2 separate regions of the Sus scrofa genome follow, and region 1 is linked to region 2. The links are chromatin contacts, called in public targeted proximity ligation maps. All regions are on one chromosome and are shown on one strand. The core of a region is the stretch at or near the end of the contact, and the rest is flanking DNA. Distances in the headings are between cores, read along the strand shown.

What was found.
Region 1: a targeted proximity ligation map of alveolar macrophages shows a contact between it and region 2. A contact is called at or near these places in 1 of 5 promoter capture datasets (liver), 3 of 47 Hi-C or Micro-C datasets (embryonic fibroblasts, skeletal muscle and subcutaneous adipose tissue) and 2 of 2 datasets of targeted methods (alveolar macrophages and skeletal muscle).

Annotation. Positions count from the first base shown.
Region 1 is chr4:89,275,376-89,280,284 of Sscrofa11.1, reverse strand. B4GALT3 (beta-1,4-galactosyltransferase 3) reads right to left here and starts at 2,029. Exons shown (of 8, transcript XM_001927348.4): 1 at 1,767-2,029; 2 at 795-1,019; 3 at 165-439. The coding sequence starts at 426. It overlaps PPOX (protoporphyrinogen oxidase), which reads left to right. Exons shown (of 13, transcript XR_002343378.1): 13 at 2,028-2,301.
Region 2 is chr4:89,145,154-89,150,178 of Sscrofa11.1, reverse strand. SDHC (succinate dehydrogenase cytochrome b560 subunit, mitochondrial) reads left to right here. Exons shown (of 6, transcript XM_003125659.6): 4 at 2,537-2,598. Among named protein-coding and RNA genes, the nearest start is that of SDHC, 21 kb to the left of the region's middle.

The DNA.
Region 1 (4,909 bases), core at 780-3,279, 130 kb before region 2:
GGTGAAACTCCAAATTCAGAGTCCATTCTATCTCACCTCATCCCACCTTCCAATTACATGATCCTCCTGTTCCAGGACCCACTCCTGCCATCCTATGCCTGTCCAAGCCTCCCCATCCCCACACCTTGGTCCTCTCTTTGCTTCAGCCTTGCTTCTGCACTCACCTAAGAGAGGGGATCGTTCTGGACAGTAGGGCAGACCTTGAGGTGCTGGAGGGCCCCCTGGGGCAACAGGGGCCCCATGCAGGTGACTGAGGTTACTGTAGACATCATGGGGATGAGAATAGTCAAAAGTTGGCTCCTGCTCTCGGCCAAATAGGGCACTCAGGCTTCGGAAGCCTCCCAGCGACAGGTACATCATGACGGCCAGCTGGGAGCCCACAAGCAGGGCCAGTGTGCAGGGCCGCTCCAGCAGCCTCCGCAACATCCTGGGTTGAGGTCTGGAGAGAGGGGAGAGTTCCAGGGCAAGCAGGAAAAGAGCAAGCCAGCAGAGAAATCATCGGGTAGGCATAAAGGTGGTGCCAGGGGTAAAGAGGAAAAAGAGGCAAAAAACAAAGTCACAGAAGGAAGCACACAAGTGTATGGAAAGAAATAGTATGTAACCACCAGCAGCCCTACCACCTGTTACTTCCAGCCCCAGTTTCACTTTCCTCCACCCCTTCCTCAAGCCACTCCTACCACCAACTCTCAGTCCCCACCCCCAAGAATGCTTACCTCATTCGTGTCCCAAAGCCATTTCAGAAGACTCTCTGGAGAACCTCCCTTCCAATTTAGAGAGGGGAGAGATAGACTCACCTAGGTTCAAGCGGTCTTCTTCGGGATCATTGGGGCTCCAGGGGGTCCCGGGGGAGCAGAGATGTGAGGCATTATATAAAATTGGAAATATCACAGAGGACAGAGAAAGGCTCCATCCAGCACTCCAACAGCGATCTTGGGACCAGCTGGAACAGAAGTGGTCAAGGATAGCCAGCCACCCGCAGAGCGGCAGAGATCAGGATCTGGGTGAAGCCGGTTTCCCAGCTGGGGAAGCGAGAGAAGGTAGTTGGAGAGAAAAGGGGAGGAGCAGGGGATGCTAGGTTCGCGGCCTCTCCAGCGGTAACCCTATGGTGTGTCAGATTCACTCCTTACTTAACCATCCCCCATCCCAACAGGACCAACCAGTTTGGGGAGTGGGGACAGGGCAGCTATTGGAGACATTACTTTCACTAGGGGGTGAGGCAGTTATAACAGGACTGTGGAATGGTCTCAAGAGAACCCAGGGAGGCGGAGGAAACTCGCTCCTTTCCGTTCTCCACGTTTCTGGGAGCTAGCTCCGCAGGTGCAGGGAGCGTGACCACCTGGGAGCTGCAAGCAAACAACCCCGGAGCGCGGCGGCGAGTAGGATGGGGGTGGCGTCCTCTACCTTCTCCTACATTTACCGGGTCCTAGCGGGGGTGGGGATCAGGATTACGGGTGAAATGAGACAAGGAGAGGGAGGGCTGGGCAGAACCTGTCAGAGGTACCTGGGCTAGATCACCGAGAGGGGCGTGGTCAGTGCTCTACGGAAGGTTACAGTTGCCTTCTCTCGGGGCACCCTCATCCCACCCCAACCTCCCCTTGTGTTTGCGCTACCTTGCAATGTGAGCCCACCGGCCTCGGTCCACACTTGCACCCAGGTTCCCTCCCTGCTCAAGATTGTCTCCAGCCATTATCCAAAACTTCTCACCTTCCCAATCTCCCGAAGCTTTCTCTCGGGCCTCTCACCCCACCATCCCCCAGCCCACCTACCTGGCTTTCTGCTTCCCGTCGTCACTGCCACCCCGACAGCCGGGCAAGAATCGCTGGAGCCATCTTGGAAGCGGGCGCTGCGGGGGCTGGACCTCGCGTCACGGGGCGGGGCCTCGGGTGGAGCCGCCCAGGCGGGCGGATCGCTGGGTCTGTGGACAGCGCGGCCGGAATGAGGCTCGCCAAGGGCTCGACCCCATAGGAACGCGGGCACTTATCCCCACCCGACCGACTCCTAGTGGAGTTCTGTTCTCTACCCCTCAGACTTGTTAAAACATCAGGTCAAACCAGGACCTTCCTCGGGCCGTGACTGACCGACAGGCTGATACATCCGAAGACCTATTCCCCCTTGCTGGACTGAACGCCTTTCCCAGTGTGTCTTCCTCCGCAACGTACTGCCGCTTACTGTCAAAATTGTTTCTCTCTCAGGGTACAATGTTGCAGACTGCTCTGCTCTGGCGCATTTTTGTATCCCCAAGATGTCCCGCAGGCCTTGAAATAGAAGTGGTTAATAAAACAAGGAAATATCGAGTGTGAATGGAAGGGCCTCGTCTGCTTTAATGTAAAAATATTTCCCCATGTATTAGACTAAAATGCACGCTCCACTGATAAGCAATAATGTTTATCTTGTGGTTTCTACTACTCCCTTAGCATACTGTGCTCCTGAGAAGGAGATGTTCACACTGAGGCAACTTGAATATCTCAGTGTCTGCCTCAAAAATCTCGTGGTCTTGTGTGTGGGGGGGGAGTGTAATCAGTATTGTGTGATAAATGTGATAGTCCAGAAGTTGCACCTCATTCACAAGTCGAGGTTTGGGAAAGATTTCCCAGAAGAAGTGATGGCTAATGGGAGACCTGAAGGACTGGTTTATAGCACATCCTTCTGCTTTGTAAGATTTTGTTTCCATGCAGCTGTTTTGTAACTGTGTAGGTACACATGCAAATTCTGTCCTGTCTGATAGAGGTTCATTTGCAGCAGTTATAACATCTGCTAGTTTCCTCATGAGTTAAATAAAATCTTTAACAGGTGTTCGTTTTTACATGTGGATTGAAAAGCTCTCTCCCTGATCAAACTTAGGCTCCTCTGAGCCCTCTTTTCCAACAGACCTCATCCTTAGGCCTATAGCCATTTGTAGCAAGAATCTTACTAAGTCAGTTTAGCAAAAATCTCCTCACCCTTGACTTTGTGATCATCCTGACCTGCCTTTAGCAAGAATTCTAAGTGGGTTTGGTAAGAATCTCCCTACCCTTGATGTATTTTTCCATCCACTGATTCATTCTGCTCCTTGGCTATAAATATCCACTTGCCCTTAATGTATTGGAGTTGAATTCAGTCTCTCTTTGATTGAGATAGTCTTGGCACCTATTGCAAGAGTCCTGAATAAAGTTCTCCTTACCATTTTAACAAGTGTCAGAATAATTTTTTCTTTAACAGGGGAAAGCCATAATTTTACCCTTTTCTGAAAACTTTCTTTTGACAGATGAATAGTGTTCTAGATAGAGGAAACCATAGTGCAAAAGTCTGGAAATGAGAAAGAAATTAGGGAGCTGGGAAAATTAAAAAATGAATCGGTAAGACTAAAGAATGGAGTGAGGGGAATGATGAGCCACGAGACTGAAGAGGTAAATAGGTGCTGGATAATGAAAGACTCCATAAACCATATTAAAAGAGACTGGGTTTTATCCTGAGGGTAAGAGGTTGGCATTAAAGCCCTCTAAACAGAGAGTGCTAGAATGAGAACTTTAGGATGTTTACTCTGGTGGAAACACAGAGCATCATTGGAATGGTCAAGACTGGATGCAGGGATCTGTTTAGGGCGTTACTATAGAAATCCAGGAATAAGGAGTTCCCATCGTGGCTCAGTGGTTAACGAATCCAACAAGGAACCATGAGATTGTGGGTTCGATCCCTGGCCTTGCTCAGTGAGTTAAGGATCCGGCGTTGCCGTGAGCTGTGGTGTAGGTTGCAGTCGCAGCTCGGATCCCAAGTTGCTGTGGCTCTGGCACAGGCTGGCAGCTACAGCTCCGATTGGACCCCTAGCCTGGGAACCTCCATATACTGTGGGAGCGGCCCTAGAAAAAAAAAGACAAAAAGACAAAAAAAAAAAAAAAAAAAAAAAGAGAGAGAGAAAGAAAGAAATCCAGGAGTGAGACGAAACTCATGCAAAATAAGGTAATATCTGTGGGACTAGAGGGAGGAGGACACCTTCGAGAACTTATAGGAGGCAAACGGGACTTGGTGATTGACCAGATGTGCCAAGTCAGGGAGTTAGAAGACTCCAAGATGACTCCCAAAAATCTAATGTGGACCACTGAGTAGATAGTGACAACATTTAATGAGAAGCAAAACTTAGAAGAGGCACATTCGGAGGAAATGGTAGTGATGACAAATTAAACTTTGGACTTAATGAGTTTGAGATGTTGTGGAGACTCAAAAGCAGATAATACTGGGTTTGAGTACAATGGCAGCTTTGAACCCACTGGCTTTGTGATGTTGAGCAGTGCACTCCCTGGGTTTGATCTGTACAGTGAACCCATCTTAAGGGTTTTTGTGATAATTAGTGAAAACTGGGGGAAAAGGGCCAGCAGACAGCAGATATTCAATACATCTGAATTTTGAGCACAAAGTAGGAGCCAAGAAAAGCCTTGATTTATTATTATTATTATTATTATCATTATTAAGGATCTCACTGTGTAGTGGAAAAGACAGACTTATACAGATAATTGAAATGTGGATGGATTTCCTGTCATGGCACAGCAGAGACAAATCCAACTAGGAACCATGAGGCTGCAGATTTGATCCCTGGCCTTGCTCAGTGGGTTAAGGAACCGGCTTTGCGACATCACCACGAGCCGTGGTGTAGGTCGCAGACTGGGCTCAGTTCTGGTGTTGCTGTGGCTCTGGTATAGGCCAGCAGCTGGGAACCTGGGAACCTCCGTATGCTGTGGGTGTGGCCCTAAAAAGCAAAAAAAAAAAAAAAAAAAGAAAAAGAAAAAGAAAGAAAAGAAAAGAAAAGAAAAGAAAAAGAAATGTGGTTCTCCTAGAAGACCCTTCCTCTGAACCTCTGCTCCTCCATGGTGTTCCATTCTTGTAAAACTGACCTTCACCTTCCATCCCTTTGTCTCTGTCTACTATCTTCTGATAA
Region 2 (5,025 bases), core at 1,254-3,753:
AACCAATTTTAAAAATTAGAGTAACGTTTGACTTCATAGCACTAACCATTTTCCATTTAAAAGATCACTAGAATATACATATATTTTATGTGTTAGCTCTTTCAGTCAGGGGATTTAATTCATCTGGCCAGGAGCCCTAAGTGCATTTCGAATGCTAAGTAATGGTTTACAATTTCTCCACTTTTTTTTTTTCAGTTCTCGCAAATCAATATTTGTTCTGTCTTTTTCAGTCTGATAATCATTTTCTTTGACAAATAAAATAGTTGAGCAATCTGCTTTGTACTCGGTCATCCATTAACATAAAATTGTCAATCCCAGTTAGGAGGCTTTCTTTCCCTGAATACAATTTTAAAAGCCCCTTTTTGTTGTCCTTGACGTTTTTGCAAGCCTCAGCTCATTCTGGTTTTTAGTCTCCTGATTCTTCTAATCAAATTATACCATTGTTCTCTTCTTGTCCTTTGTTATGAGGCTCTTCTTCTGCTTTTTGTATTTGTCTTGTTAAGTCTGAGTTAATCAGAGTGGTGTCTAGCCAATTTTTTTGGTTTCTTTAGACATTACTCCTTTCTTACTGTGACCATTTTTATTACATAGAATTTCTTTTTGAGATCTTCTCAACCTGCTTGACTTGTTTCCCTTTAGAGTGTAGAAAGCATGGTCTGATTATGCTCAGCATTCTCTATCTAAGCTGGCTTTCCGGATGAATGTAATGTTAACTTTATCCAAAGACTCCCATTTTTTCCATTTCACTAACCAATTCTCTCTTGAGCATGAGAACTAGGTCCAGAATATAGCAGTGTTTTTCATCCATTGGAAATGCTTTGGCGTATTGACAAATCAGAACATGATTTAAAAAGGGGTTTGATGACAAAATATTTCAAAACTGAGGATTAAGAAACATATACTGGAGTTCCTGTCGTAGCTCAGAGGAAATGAATCTGACTAGCATCCATGAGGATGCAGGTTCAATCCCTGGCCTCGCTCAGTGGGTTACGGATCCAGCATTGCCATGAGATGTGGTGTAGGTTGCAAATGTGTCTCAGATCTGGCGTTGCTGTGGCTCTGGCATAGGCTGGTGGCTACAGCTCTGATTCGACCCCTAACCTGGAAACCTCCATATGCTGCAGGTGCAGCCCTAAAAAGACAAAACCCCATATACTTAAAATTGGATTTTAGGGAGTTCCCGTTGTAGCTCAGCAGAAGTGAATCTGACTAGCATCCATGAGGACGCAGGTTCGATCCTTGGGCTCGCTCAGTGGGTTAAGGATCCAGTGTTGCCATGAGCTGTGGTGTAGTTTGCAGATGCATCTCAGATCTGGTGTTGCTGTGGCATAGGCCAGCAGCTACAGCTTCGATTCAACCCCTAACCTGGGAACCTCCATATCCCTTGGATGTGGCCCTAAAAAGACCAAAAAAAAAAAAAAAAAATTGGATTTTAAATTTGGAATAGGTAGTTTATTAGGGAATGAATGATATGCTCAATATTGTGAGTATATAATAAAATTCATGGATGACTATATTATATGAAATAGTGGATAAATAAAACTCAGGTTTTCTTCTATTTCTGTCTTATGACTAAAGGAATGGAAGGCCCCAGATGGTTGTATTCTAATGATTATTTTCTATTTATGAGATTTTTTTTCCTTCTGGCCACTTTGCAGCATATAGAGTTCCCTGGCCGTGGATCAGATCTGAGTCACAAATCCTTAACCCACTGTGCTGGGCGGGGATGGAACCTGAATCCCAGCGCTCCTGAGATGCCAATGATCCCATTGCGCCACAGCAGGAGCTCCCCTAGTGATTATTTTCAACTGTATGCAACTTTAATTGGTATCTTTGACCCTCACTGTTTCTTCTTAAGAATGGAAGAAAAGTTCCTGGGCCAGGGATCAAACCTGTGCTGTGGTTGTGACCTGTGCCACCGCTGCGACAATGCAGGATCCTTAACTCGCTGTGCCACAAGGGAATTTCTGAGTTTGAGGTTTTTTGTTTTTTTTTTTTTTTTGTGTGTGTTTTTTTTTTTTTTGTCTTTTTGCCTTTTCTTGAGCCGCTCTGGTGGCATATGGAGGTTCCCGGGCTAGGGGTCGAATCAGAGCTGTATCCACCGGCCTATGCCAGAGCCACAGCAATGCGGGATCCGAGCCGCATCTGCTGACCTACACCACAGCTCACGGCAATGCCGGATCGTTAACCCACTGAGCAAGGGCAGGGACCGAACCCGAAACCTCATGGTTCCTAGTCGGATTTGTTAACCACTGAGCCACGACAGGAACTCCCTGAGTTTGAGTTTTAATTGATTCCTCCTCTCAGCTCTATTAATGATGCAGTCTGATAAAAGGGACACTTCTACTTAAATCAGTTTTCTAATTTTCAAATTAGAAATGTGAAACAGGAACTAGAAACAGGAATGTAAAAACTTTGTTTTTGTTTTGTGATAGTTGCCTGGTTCCTAAGTAGTGTGTGTTCTCTTTGCCAAGGTTACTGTATACTATTGTGTCATCTATTGCTTTTTAAATTGCCTTTGTGTGTTTCTTTTCAGCTGGTCTCTTCCTATGGCGATGTCCATTTGCCACCGTGGCACTGGTATTGCTTTGAGTGCAGGTATGTATGTGTGTTTTTAAGCGCACCTGAACACACACACACACACACACACACACACACACACACACACACACTTCATTGACGAACTTTACTATTTCTTTGGCTCCTGGCAGTGCCTCCTTTGCAACCAGGCAACTTGATTTAGAGAAAATGATAAGTCCATTTAAGCTTCTTATTCTTTCTTTAGCAATTAATTATGAGTTCCCACAACGCTTAGATTCTTTTCTTAGCCAATATTTTTTAAGATTTTTATTTTTTCATTATAATTGATTTGCAATGTTCTGTCCATTTCTTTTTTTTTTAAATTTTTTTTTAATTTTATTTATTTATTTATTTTTTGTCTTTTTGCTATTTCTTGGGCCGCTCCCGTGGCATATGGAGGTTCCCGGGCTAGGGGTCTAATCGGAGCTGTAGTCTCCGGCCTACGCCAGAGCCACAGCAACGCGGGATCCGAGCCGCCTCTGCAACCTACACCACAGCTCACGGCAACGCCCAGATCGTTAACCCACCGAGCAAGCGCAGGGACCGAACCCGCAACCTCATGGTTCCTAGTCGGATTCGTTAACCACTGCGCCACGACGGGAACTCCTATTCTGTCCATTTCTACTGTACAGCAAAGTGACCCAGTCATCATACATATATTATATATATATATACATATATATAATATATGTATATATATATACACACACACACATAATCATGATAATCATGTTCCATCACAAGTGATTAGATATAGTTCCCAGTGCTATACAGCAGGATCTCATTGCTTATCCACTCCAAATGCAATAGTTTGCATCTATTAATCCCAAACTCCCAGTCCATCCCACTCCTTCCCCCTTTCCTTTGGCAGACACAAGTCTTTTCTCCAAGTCCATGAGTTTCTTGTCTGTAGAAAGATTCCTTTGTGCCGTATAGTAGATTTCAGATGAAAGTGATATCATATGATATTTGTCTTTCTCTTTCTGACTTACTTTACTTATTATGAAAGTCTCTAGTTCCATCCATTTTGCTGCAAATGGCATTATTCTGTTCTCCTTTATGGCTGAGTCATATTCCATTGTGTATATGTACCATATCTTTTTAATCCGTTCATCTATTGATAGACATTGAGGTTGTTTCCGAGTCTGCACTATTGTGAATAGTGCTGCAGTGAGCATCGGGGGGGGGGGGTGCATGTTTTTCAATGAAAGTTTAGTCAGATATATGCCCAAAGAGTGGGATTGCTGGATCATATGGTAGTTCTGTATGTAGTTTTCTGAGGTACCACCATACTGTTTTCCATAGTAGTTGTACCAATTTATATTCCCACCAACAGTGAAGGAGAATTCCATTTCTCCACATCCTCTCCAGCATTTGTTACTTGTTGACTTGTTAATGATGGCCATTCTGACCTGTGTGAGGTGGTACCTCATTGTAGTTTTGATTTGCATTTCTGTAATAATTAGTGATGTTGAGCATTTTTTTCATGTGCCTGTTGGCCATCTGTATACCACAAATCAAAAACCATTCACAAAAACTAAAAAAAAGACATAAGCATAAAATAAAAGGGAATTATCCAACCAAAAAAAGAAAGGAACAAAGGAGAAACATAGAATCAACTGGAAAACAAGGTTTAAAATGGCAATAAATACATATTTGTCAATAATTAAGTTAAATGTCAGTGGGCTAAATGCTCCAGATTGGATAAAAAAAGCAAGAGCTGGAGTTCCCGTTGTGGTGCAGTGGAAATGAATCTGACTACGAACCATGAGGTTGTGGGTTCCATTCCTGGCGTCACTCAGTGGGTTAAGTATCCAGCGTTTCCGTGAGCTGCAGTGTAGGTCGAAGACACAGCTTGGATTCCACATTGCTGTGGTTGTGACGTAGGCTGGGAGCTACAGCTCCAATTAGACCCCTAGCCTGGGAACCTCCATATGCCACAGGTGTGGCCCTGAAAAGCAAAAAAAAAAAAAAAAAAGCTAGAGTCTACAATATGCTATCCACTAGAGACACACTTTAGGGTGAAGAACACATACAAATTGAAAATGAGGGGATGGATGGAAAAAGATACTTCACGTGAATGGAAAAGATAGGAATGCATGAGTCACAATACTTACATCAGACAAATTAGACTTTAAAATGAAGGCCGTAAAGAAAGACAAAGAAGGACACTATTTAATGATAAAAGGATCCATTCAAGAAGAAGATATTACAGTTGTCAATATATATCTATCCCTAGTATAGGAGCACCCAGATATATACAATAAATACTAACAGGCATAAAAGGAGAAATTAAGGGGAATACAATAATAGTAGGAGATTTTAACACTCCACTCATATCAATGGACAGATCCTTAGCAAATTTTTCAACTATCCCTAGCATGTCCTGATATTGTATTTATTGACATTACAGAGAACAGAGAATTATGATATTGATGGGCTGGG